3 separate regions of the Sus scrofa genome follow, and regions 1 and 3 are each linked to region 2. Evidence: chromatin contacts called from public Hi-C data. All regions are on one chromosome and are shown on one strand. Each heading gives the region's core, a stretch centred on a gene start, on an enhancer-like site or on the middle of the called end of the contact. The rest is flanking DNA. Distances are from core to core; before and after follow the strand shown.

The links. A called contact is a pair of places that touch in the nucleus more often than the background predicts.
Region 1: a contact with region 2 is called in a Hi-C map of embryonic fibroblasts, with 1.8 times the contacts expected there. The contact joins the enhancer-like site here to the promoter of PYURF in region 2. A contact is called at or near these places in 6 of 47 Hi-C or Micro-C datasets (embryonic fibroblasts, heart right ventricle, liver and 3 more) and 2 of 2 datasets of contacts at active chromatin or transcription factors (alveolar macrophages and skeletal muscle).
Region 3: a contact with region 2 is called in a Hi-C map of liver, with 1.5 times the contacts expected there. The contact joins the enhancer-like site here to the promoter of PYURF in region 2. A contact is called at or near these places in 3 of 5 promoter capture datasets (fetal liver, fetal skeletal muscle and liver), 17 of 47 Hi-C or Micro-C datasets (alveolar macrophages, brain, embryonic fibroblasts and 9 more) and 1 of 2 datasets of contacts at active chromatin or transcription factors (alveolar macrophages).

What each region holds. Positions count from the first base shown.
Region 1 is chr8:130,219,593-130,222,488 of Sscrofa11.1, forward strand. The region is part of intron 8 of FAM13A (protein FAM13A); the gene reads left to right. Among named protein-coding and RNA genes, the nearest start is that of NAP1L5, 140 kb to the right of the region's middle. Within about 2 kb of position 1,624, at least 67 of the 83 cell types and tissues checked have an H3K27ac peak or open chromatin away from gene starts, as enhancers often do. A contact at or near this core is called in alveolar macrophages, embryonic fibroblasts, liver and 3 more, where this site is marked.
Region 2 is chr8:130,526,227-130,528,926 of Sscrofa11.1, forward strand. PYURF (PIGY upstream reading frame) reads left to right here and starts at 1,345. Exons shown (of 2, transcript NM_001271968.1): 1 at 1,345-1,619. The coding sequence starts at 1,417. PIGY (phosphatidylinositol glycan anchor biosynthesis class Y) reads left to right here and starts at 1,345. Exons shown (of 2, transcript NM_001271967.1): 1 at 1,345-1,619.
Region 3 is chr8:130,049,396-130,052,107 of Sscrofa11.1, forward strand. All of the region lies in intron 3 of FAM13A (protein FAM13A), which reads left to right. Among named protein-coding and RNA genes, the nearest start is that of FAM13A, 29 kb to the left of the region's middle. Within about 2 kb of position 1,351, at least 1 of the 83 cell types and tissues checked has an H3K27ac peak or open chromatin away from gene starts, as enhancers often do. A contact at or near this core is called in liver, where this site is marked.

The DNA of each region.
Region 1 (2,896 bases), core at 374-2,873, 310 kb before region 2:
GAGCCACAGCCACGCGGGATCCGAGCCGCGTCTGCAACCTACACCACAGCTCACGGCAACGCCGGATCCTTAACCCACTGAGCAAGGGCAGGGACCGAACCCGCAACCTCATGGTTCCTAGTCGGATTCGTTAACCACTGCGCCATGACGGGAACTCCTGCTAGGTCCTTTTTTTGATTTTTTGTTGTTAATTTTTTTGTTACCGTGTGGTTGATTTACAATGATGTGCCAATTTCTGCTGTGCAGCAAAATAACCCGATCACACGTATATGACAATATATACACACCACTATATATACACACATTCCTCTTCTTATAGTAACTTCCATCATGGTCTAGCCCAAGAGATTGGATGGGTCCTTTATTATTGAACTCATATATCTGTGTTAGCCATATAGTATTGATGTGTCCACCAAATTAGACAAAATATTGTTCTGTCATTTGAGTTTTAACCATTTCTAAAAATGTTTGTTATGAAATATTTTAAAAACTCATGTAGAATAGAGTAAGCAGTATGCCTTGTAGCAGAGTTCTGGGGCAGACTTGAGAAATTCTGAATCCCATTTCTATTCTGCCACTAACTTCCCATATGAATTTGAACAAATTACCTAATTTTCTAGTATCAAGTTTACTCATCAATAAAATATTGTGATAAATAATAGTGATTTCCTAACTCAAGAAGTTAACTGAAGTATTAAGCAAGATATAAAGATACATTTTTGAAAGATAAAACCTTAAGCAAATACAGAGAACGGATTTATTATTATTGGAGTTTCTAAATGTCGAATCAAAACAGACTCTGAGGACAACTTTGATTGAAGTAAATTCTGGACTTAAGTCAACTTCCGTTGTTTTAAAAGGCTGATTTTAGTTATTGATATGCTATCACGAGGTCTGAACCTACATTTCAGGGTGACTAATCCATTTCATAAATGTGATAGAGGATTTAGTCAGACAATGAAATGTTTTTACTAGCAGATATAGCAACAGAAAGTAGACGCTTGCAATGGGCTTTGTGTTCTAAATTCAGAATGATGACTGGTCTGTAAAAAAAAAAATCTGGGAAAAAGTACAGAGAAGAGGACACCGTTTTGGTCGTCTTGCACCCCCCCCAACCCCGTTTCTGAACATCTTGGTCTTGGCTCTCTGCCCTTTCTTCTGCCAACCGTAATGCTCTGGGCTTTGTTGTAGCTCCCGGCAAGTCCTGGGCTATGAAAGAACTCTTATTAAAATATATTTCTCCTATTCTGTTCATCTACAGATTAACAATGATGTTCCCAAAATAAAGCGTGGTGTTCCTCGCTGAGGAGGCCCCTAAGGGGAAGCTTAGTTAACAGGCCTGTGGCAGACCTTAGGAGACACTGATTTATTGTTACCTTAAAAAAAAAAATCGATAAATTAAATGAAGAACCAACCAACCAAAAAAAAAAAAAAAAGTGCTGTGGGTGTTCTTAGAGGAAAATTACTCTACAAACACATTCAAGTTTATAGGGATGAAATGCCAAAATTGTACGTCGAAATAGCTTCCGTGGGAGTGGCTTCTTGGATCCCTTGAGACCATGGGCAGTCTTGGGACGTGTTTTCTCCCCAGAAATGAGAGCTGCTACGTGCCTTGGGAGATGTCACCAGTGACTAGTAACCCCCACAATGTAAACAAACATCAGCAGGAAATAAATATGGGTAGGGCAGGGTTCTAGAAGCATGCCTTCCTTCTAGAAAAGTATCACGCCTTCCCATGCTAGTGGGTTGTTTGATTTTTTTTTTTTTTTAATTTTTCTTTTTTTCAGGACGTAAGGGGGCCGGGTAACTTGCCTTCTGTCACAGAAACCTTTAGTTTCAGAGGCAGAGTCTCTCCCGGACAAATGGATTTCCTTGTTGGCTGTCTCAGTAATGTTAGGAAGTCAAGGGACTCTGTGCTCTTGCTGCAGTTATTGGTTGCTTTCTCCGGACGGACAGGCTTGTCTGGGGACCAGCTCGGCAGAGAGTTTCGAGTTACCAGATTTAGGCAAGCCTCCCGAGGAGCCGGAGGAGGAGCGGCAGCCCAGCCGCAGAGGCCAAAGCAGCAGCGCCTTTAAGCCCTGCAAGCAGCTGCGGCTCTGATTGGCTGGCTGGTTCAGCTGCTTCCCTGGAACAAAGGTCAAAGTGGACTGCGGTGTTAAAGTCAAGAGGCTGCGATCGAATCGCACTGCTCAAGTTTGCAGGCTGAGAGCCGCAGGACGCTGGCTGACGGCAGCCCAAGTTGCTTCCCCCCCCCGCGGCGGTGGCGGTGGCAGCGGCAGCGGTGAGGTGCCGCCTCACGCCCCAAGCCCAGCTCAGCCACGGTGAGCCGCCGAGCAGCCGCTCACCCGTCCAGACCAACTTTGGCGCGGAAGAGACAGTTGTGAGAGTCCCTTGCAAACTGCCAGACAAGGATGGCTTGCGAAATCATGCCTCTGCAAAGGTAGTATTCTTTCCTCTTCGGGTCTTTTTTTCTGGTCTGTGTTTTCTGCGTGGTATAAAACCATGTTAACTTGGCCACCACTTGGCATCTTTCGGTAATAGGCTGCAAGCTGTGTCGGGTCCGTTGGACAAAATGTTCTTTCCTAAGACCACAGAAATGCAAATATTCTCTTGCCTCTTTTACTGATATTTATGCCCACCGTCTTATCTTTTATGCTTCGTCTGGTCAGTTGTTTCCTTCCTCGAAAGAAAGTCAATGTAAGAAAGTAGCCTTGACACTTGAAGAAATGCAGAAACTGAAGACGGCATTGAGCAGGTTTAAAATAAAGCTGAATCAGCTTCCTAGCAATTTTGGGGAAGCTGTGGCAAGGATGTCCATAGGCTAGAAGCCTTTTCAAAATGCATCTTAGGAGCCCTATCTTCTGGAGTTCAGATCTAGGCAAGGACTTTCTATCAA
Region 2 (2,700 bases), core at 95-2,594:
GTGCTGCAGGTGCGGCCCTAAAAGGACAAAAAAAGGGGGTGGATTTTGATGACTAACCAAGAATCTTCTAGTATACTGGGCTGCAAAGAATAGAGAAAATAAAAATGACAACATATGCCATTAACTGAGCATTCATTTGCCACAGGCATTTTTCTAAATACTCTTTGCATTCATTAGCACATTTTAAGCCCCAGGATGGAATTATATGAGGTAGGAACAATAATTAATCTAATTACACAGATAAGAAAGCTGGGGAGGGAGTTCCCGTCGTGGTGCAGTGGTTAACGAATCCGACTAGGAACCATGAGGTTGCGGGTTTGGTCCCTGCCCTTGCTCAGTGGGTCAAGGTTCCGGCGTTGCCGTGAGCTGTGGTGTAGGTTGCAGACGCGGCTCGGATCCCGCGTGGCTGTGGCTCTGGCGTAGGCCGGCGGCTACAGCTCCGATTCGACCTCTAGCCCGGGAACCTCCATATGCCGCGGGAGCGGCCCAAGAAATGGCAAAAAGACAAAAAAAAAAAAAAAAAAAAAAAAAAGAAAAAGAAAAGAAAGCTGGGGAGTTAGGAGATTTGCGGGAGCCCTACAACTAGTAAACGATGCACCTGGGACCAAGGTGTCAGGCCCGGACCCCCGGCACTTACCTCCTACACTATAAGAAAGAGATCAAATCCGCATCATTTTCTGGGAGAGTCAGAAGCAAATGCGGGGCGAGAAAAAAACCACTGTGTGGATCACCCACTTAATTAAAGGACACAGTTACTTAGACTCCTTGCGGTTTCCAAGCTCATTTACAGAAGCAAATGAGTGGTGCTATTATTATGCCATTGAGCCCAGGGTAAGAAACTGGGCATCTTAAGTTTAAGAGGACTAAGCCATTCTTTTCCCGTTCTTATATTTTTTTTAATGAAAGGAGAAAAAAAAAAAGCCAAACAAGGTTATAGGAAGTGTGGTACTGCAAAGACTGACAGATACACATAAAACAAGTAATGCTTTTTAACATACCCAGTGTGACAGTGTGTTGGAAACCTCCTTTTGGTGATAACCACGGAGGTCCAAGTCTATCACTGTGTGACTCTGAGGTCCGGCCACTGGCTTCCTGGAGGCCCTGCGACAGGCCCTGGTGAAAACTCAGGACGCCTCCACTTGAGCGTGGGTTTTGTCTGCAACCTGCAAACGGGCAGGAAGAGCCGCAGAAAGCCCAGGCTGCAGGCGGGGCTCTCCATACCGAGCGGTGCCGCGGGAAAAGCAGTCGGGTCCCGAGCGCCCTCGGAACCAAAGAGCGGGCCTCCAGCCGTCGGGGGCAGCGTTTCCCGAGCACCGGGGGGCGGGGCCTGGCCGCCTGGGCGGGACTCCCCGGGATCGGCTGGAGCGGCCGGAGCGGCCCAGGGGGTGCGGAGGTCCGCGCGCCGGCGGCCAGACCATGCTGAGCGGAGCGCGCGGTCGGCTCGCCTTAGCGCTGCGAGGGACACGCGCGCCGCCGTCCGCGGTCGCCAGGAGGTGCCTGCACGCTTCGGGCTCGCGGCCGTCCGCGGACGAGAACAAGAAGGAGGGGAAACCGCCACGCGCCTTCGACCCGGCGCTGCTGGAGTTCTTGGTGTGCCCGCTGTCCAAGAAGCCGCTCAGGTAAGATTCGTCCGCTGCGGCTTTTCCCTGGTGGCCCCCTGTCGCCGGGGAGACGTTCAGGTCACCCGGGTGTTCTTCGCTGCCATGTTTTGGACCCGGGCCCGCCAGCTTCCCGGGTACTCGCTCCGCCGCGGGAAGGGCGGGAGGAGGCCCCAGCCGAGCCCCAGGCCTCCCGGACCAAACCGGCCACTCGCAGGCCTGGATCCTGGCGGGCAGCTTCTCCGCCGGCAGCGTTTTAGAATCTCGGGGGAATCCTTCTTAAAACGCAGATCTCTAGGCAACGCCCCACCCGGGCTCAATCCGAAGGCCTTGGGGCCGAGCCAGAGCAACTGCGTATTTTCTTGAAAGGATCCCAAGTGATCTTCCTGTACAGCCAGGGTTATGAACTCGGGATTCGGAAGACTAATCCATGGCATTCAGATTTTTAAGGCAAGGCGATGAAAAATGTGATAGCTTCCAGATTGTTGCGAAAACGCCGGGTAGGATCTTAAGCGCATCAGCTACGTGTGCGGCCCTTTGGTTTTTAGTTCTCGACCAGCCGGTTCTGTAAAGGCCTTCTTAACCTTTCACCTAGACTCTTTAGGATAAACATCTCTGCAGTTGCAGGCTGCTAAACCTGAACGTGGACAATACTAGCAAACACCGCAGTGTCATCAGTGGCTGCCTTTGGGTGGTAGATTGCTGCTTCCGTGGTTTCCTTCTCATGGATCAGTGAGGCAGGTGTTCTGATAAGCGAAGAAGCTGAATTTTCCTCTCGTGTCTGTTCCAGTAGTAAATTAGCTGGGATCGTTTGAGGGTTTAAAAGAGTCATGAAGGAATATTTGGATGAAAAGGAGAGATCTTTTCTTTTTTTTTTTCCACTAAGGCATAGCTTAAGAATAACGTGAAAAAGAAAATGAGAGAAACAGACTAAAATGGGAACAATTAGAGATTCCTTTTCTAAGAGAAATGGTTGAATTGGCTACTGCTGCTTTTAGAATGAAAAACAGTCTAATTCTGCTTTTCTGGCTCTAACTGTGTGAAGAATTGGATAAATGTTACTGTTTATTGAACCTCAGACTCTTCCGGGATTCATTTTGGT
Region 3 (2,712 bases), core at 101-2,600, 480 kb before region 2:
TGTAGACTTCGCAGTGTTCTCACTGAACATCCAGAGCATCTGTTGTGTTTGGATGCTGTTGCAGCTGTAAACAGATGATAACGAGCTCATTTTATATACCTTTCATCACGATTTGCTTGCCCCTTCTGTACCAAGATCTTGCCTAGATGTTTTATATGCGCGTGGCTTCCAAACTCCGTTACGGGCTTCTCCTACAAATACTTCGTAGATAAAGAACGTGAAGCTCAGGGAGGGTGTTACTTACCAAAGAGCAAGCAGCTGGCATGTGCAGAGCTAGGACCTGCCTCACGCCAAAGCCCAGGCTTTTCTGATCACACCGTGTGTGTGAGTCACCCAGACTACTGTACCAGAATCCCGTCTGTGAACTGGGGGCTTAACCCACAGAAATTTATTTCCTCACAGTTCTGGAGGGGTTAGGGCTTCAACCTGTGAACTATGTGGGGACAACATTCAGTCCATAACACTCCTTTTTAAAAAGTTAGCAGAGTTTGGTAAATGTATGAGTAAAAATTAATTAGTAAAATGCCTACAGTGGGTACTGATTAGGTGGTCTCTAGGATAGATATCGTTATTACAGGATTGATGTTTTTACTTGGAAATCTTTTTTTTTTTTCTGACTTTTTAGGACTGAATCTTTTTGGCATATGGAAGTTCCCAGGCTAGGGGTCAAGTTGGAGCTGCAGATGCCAGCTCATGCCACAGCCAGAGCAATGCAGGATCCAAGCCATGTCTGCGACCTACACCACAGTTCATGGCAACACCAGATCCTTAACCCACTGAGTGAGGCCAGGGATCGAACCCACATCCTCATGGATACTAGTTAGGTTCAGTAACCACTGAGCCATGACAGAAACTCCTCTTGGAAATCTTTAATGACTGGCAGAACTAGGAATAAGGAATGAGTTTAAAATAAATGACAGACTGTGGGTAAAAAATATTACCAGGGTGTGTTTTTGGTTTTTGTACAGGTAATTTTCTGTATATTTTGTTTGTATTTAGATACTGATTTCTCTTTAAGAATTTATTCCTTTTAGTGATAGTCGATGCTATTCAGTGACTATTCACTGCTTGATATCTAGAAGATGTTTTATTTATATACCCTCTTTGGATCCCAGGATCAACTCTTGCGAAGTACAGATAAGATAATCTTCATTTTGAAGAAAGAAATTGTTAGCATGTGCTCAGAGCATAGACTTCAGGTCTATTCTGACTAGTTTCTAACCTGGGTGCCCACTGCTAGCTGTGTTAGTGCGGACAGGTTAGGTCACCTTTCTGTGCCTTAGTATATATTAGGTATCTTTTGCGGCACCGTAATTCCTCCAAAAATTCAGTGGGTTGAAACAACAGTAAACATTTGCTTTCTCTCACAGTTGCTGTGGGTTCAGAGTTCAGGTGTGGTTTAGCGGTGCAATGCCGGTGCAGGGTCTTTCAGGAAATTGCTGTCAGAGTCGTTAAGGGCTGCAGTCATCTGAAGGCTTGACTGAGGCAAGGAAAACAGCTTCCAGGGTGGCTCGTTCACACGGCTGGCAATTTAGTGCTGGCTCTTGGTGAGAAGTCAGGGTTCCTTTCTTTCTCTATGGGCCTCTCCAGATGGCTGCTTGAATGTTCTCATAACACGTAGCTCACTTCCCCCCCGGAGTGAGCACATCGAGAGGGATGGCAGCTTTCCTTTCAATGACCTAGTCCCAGGAGTCACATAGCATCATTTGTACCATATTGGACTCATTAGGAGTGAGTCCTTAATCCAGCCTATATTAAAGAGGAGAGGAATTAGGCCCTGTCTTTTGAAAGAAGTGTTAGACTTTCTGGACGTTTGAAGACCACCAACACATAGTGATATTTGCTTCCTGAGCTTATCGTGGGTATTGAAGTTATCCATTACAGCACTTAGAACAATGTCAGACAAATAATGTCTACTTCATAAATGTTAAGTTCGTGCTTCTTGGTTGAGGCAGACCACTTGAAAAATCCCGAAGATGGTTACATGCTAGGCTGATTAAATCATCATCCCTAGAGACGAGACCCAGGCGTCCATAGTTTCAGGGCAGCCTCTCTTGCTGTGCTCATGTCCCAATTTGTCCTCGGCCCTCGCTTCTGCCCTTTGGTTTCTTGGTTATGCAAAGACACACCATTTAGTGTGATTCCCTCAAGTTTTCCACTTTCCACTTTAAAATTGGTCTCTTTAACCTTTCTGTATCCTAACTTCCCTGTCTTTAAAAAAAAGTTAAAGAGTTACAAAAGAACAAGTCTCCTCGCCTGCCTAGTGATTAAGGAAGAGGAAGGAAAAGGGAAAAAATGAGTTCCAGTTTGGAGTTACTGAAAATTTCACAACTCTTGGCCAAATTAGTTGAAACTGGGCGGACTTTCGACTCTTGGTTGAGCTGATAAATTTCACTATGGTCCAAGTCTTCCACAATTCATTTGAGAATATTTTGAGATTGGCTACTGGTTATCAATTTTTATTTTTTAAATTATTTTACATAATTTTAATGACAGTGTAAGCCTGCAAATATGCATGTTATATATAGCACAGGACTCTTTTTTTTTTTTCTTTTTTCTTTTTATGGCCATAGCCGCACCATGTGTAAGTTCTGAGGCCAGGGGTCCAATCGGAGTTGTAGCTGCCGGCTTACACCACAGCCACAGCAATGCCTGATGTGTGACCTTTGCTGCAGCTTGTAGCCATGCTGGGTCCTTACCCCCCTGAGCGAG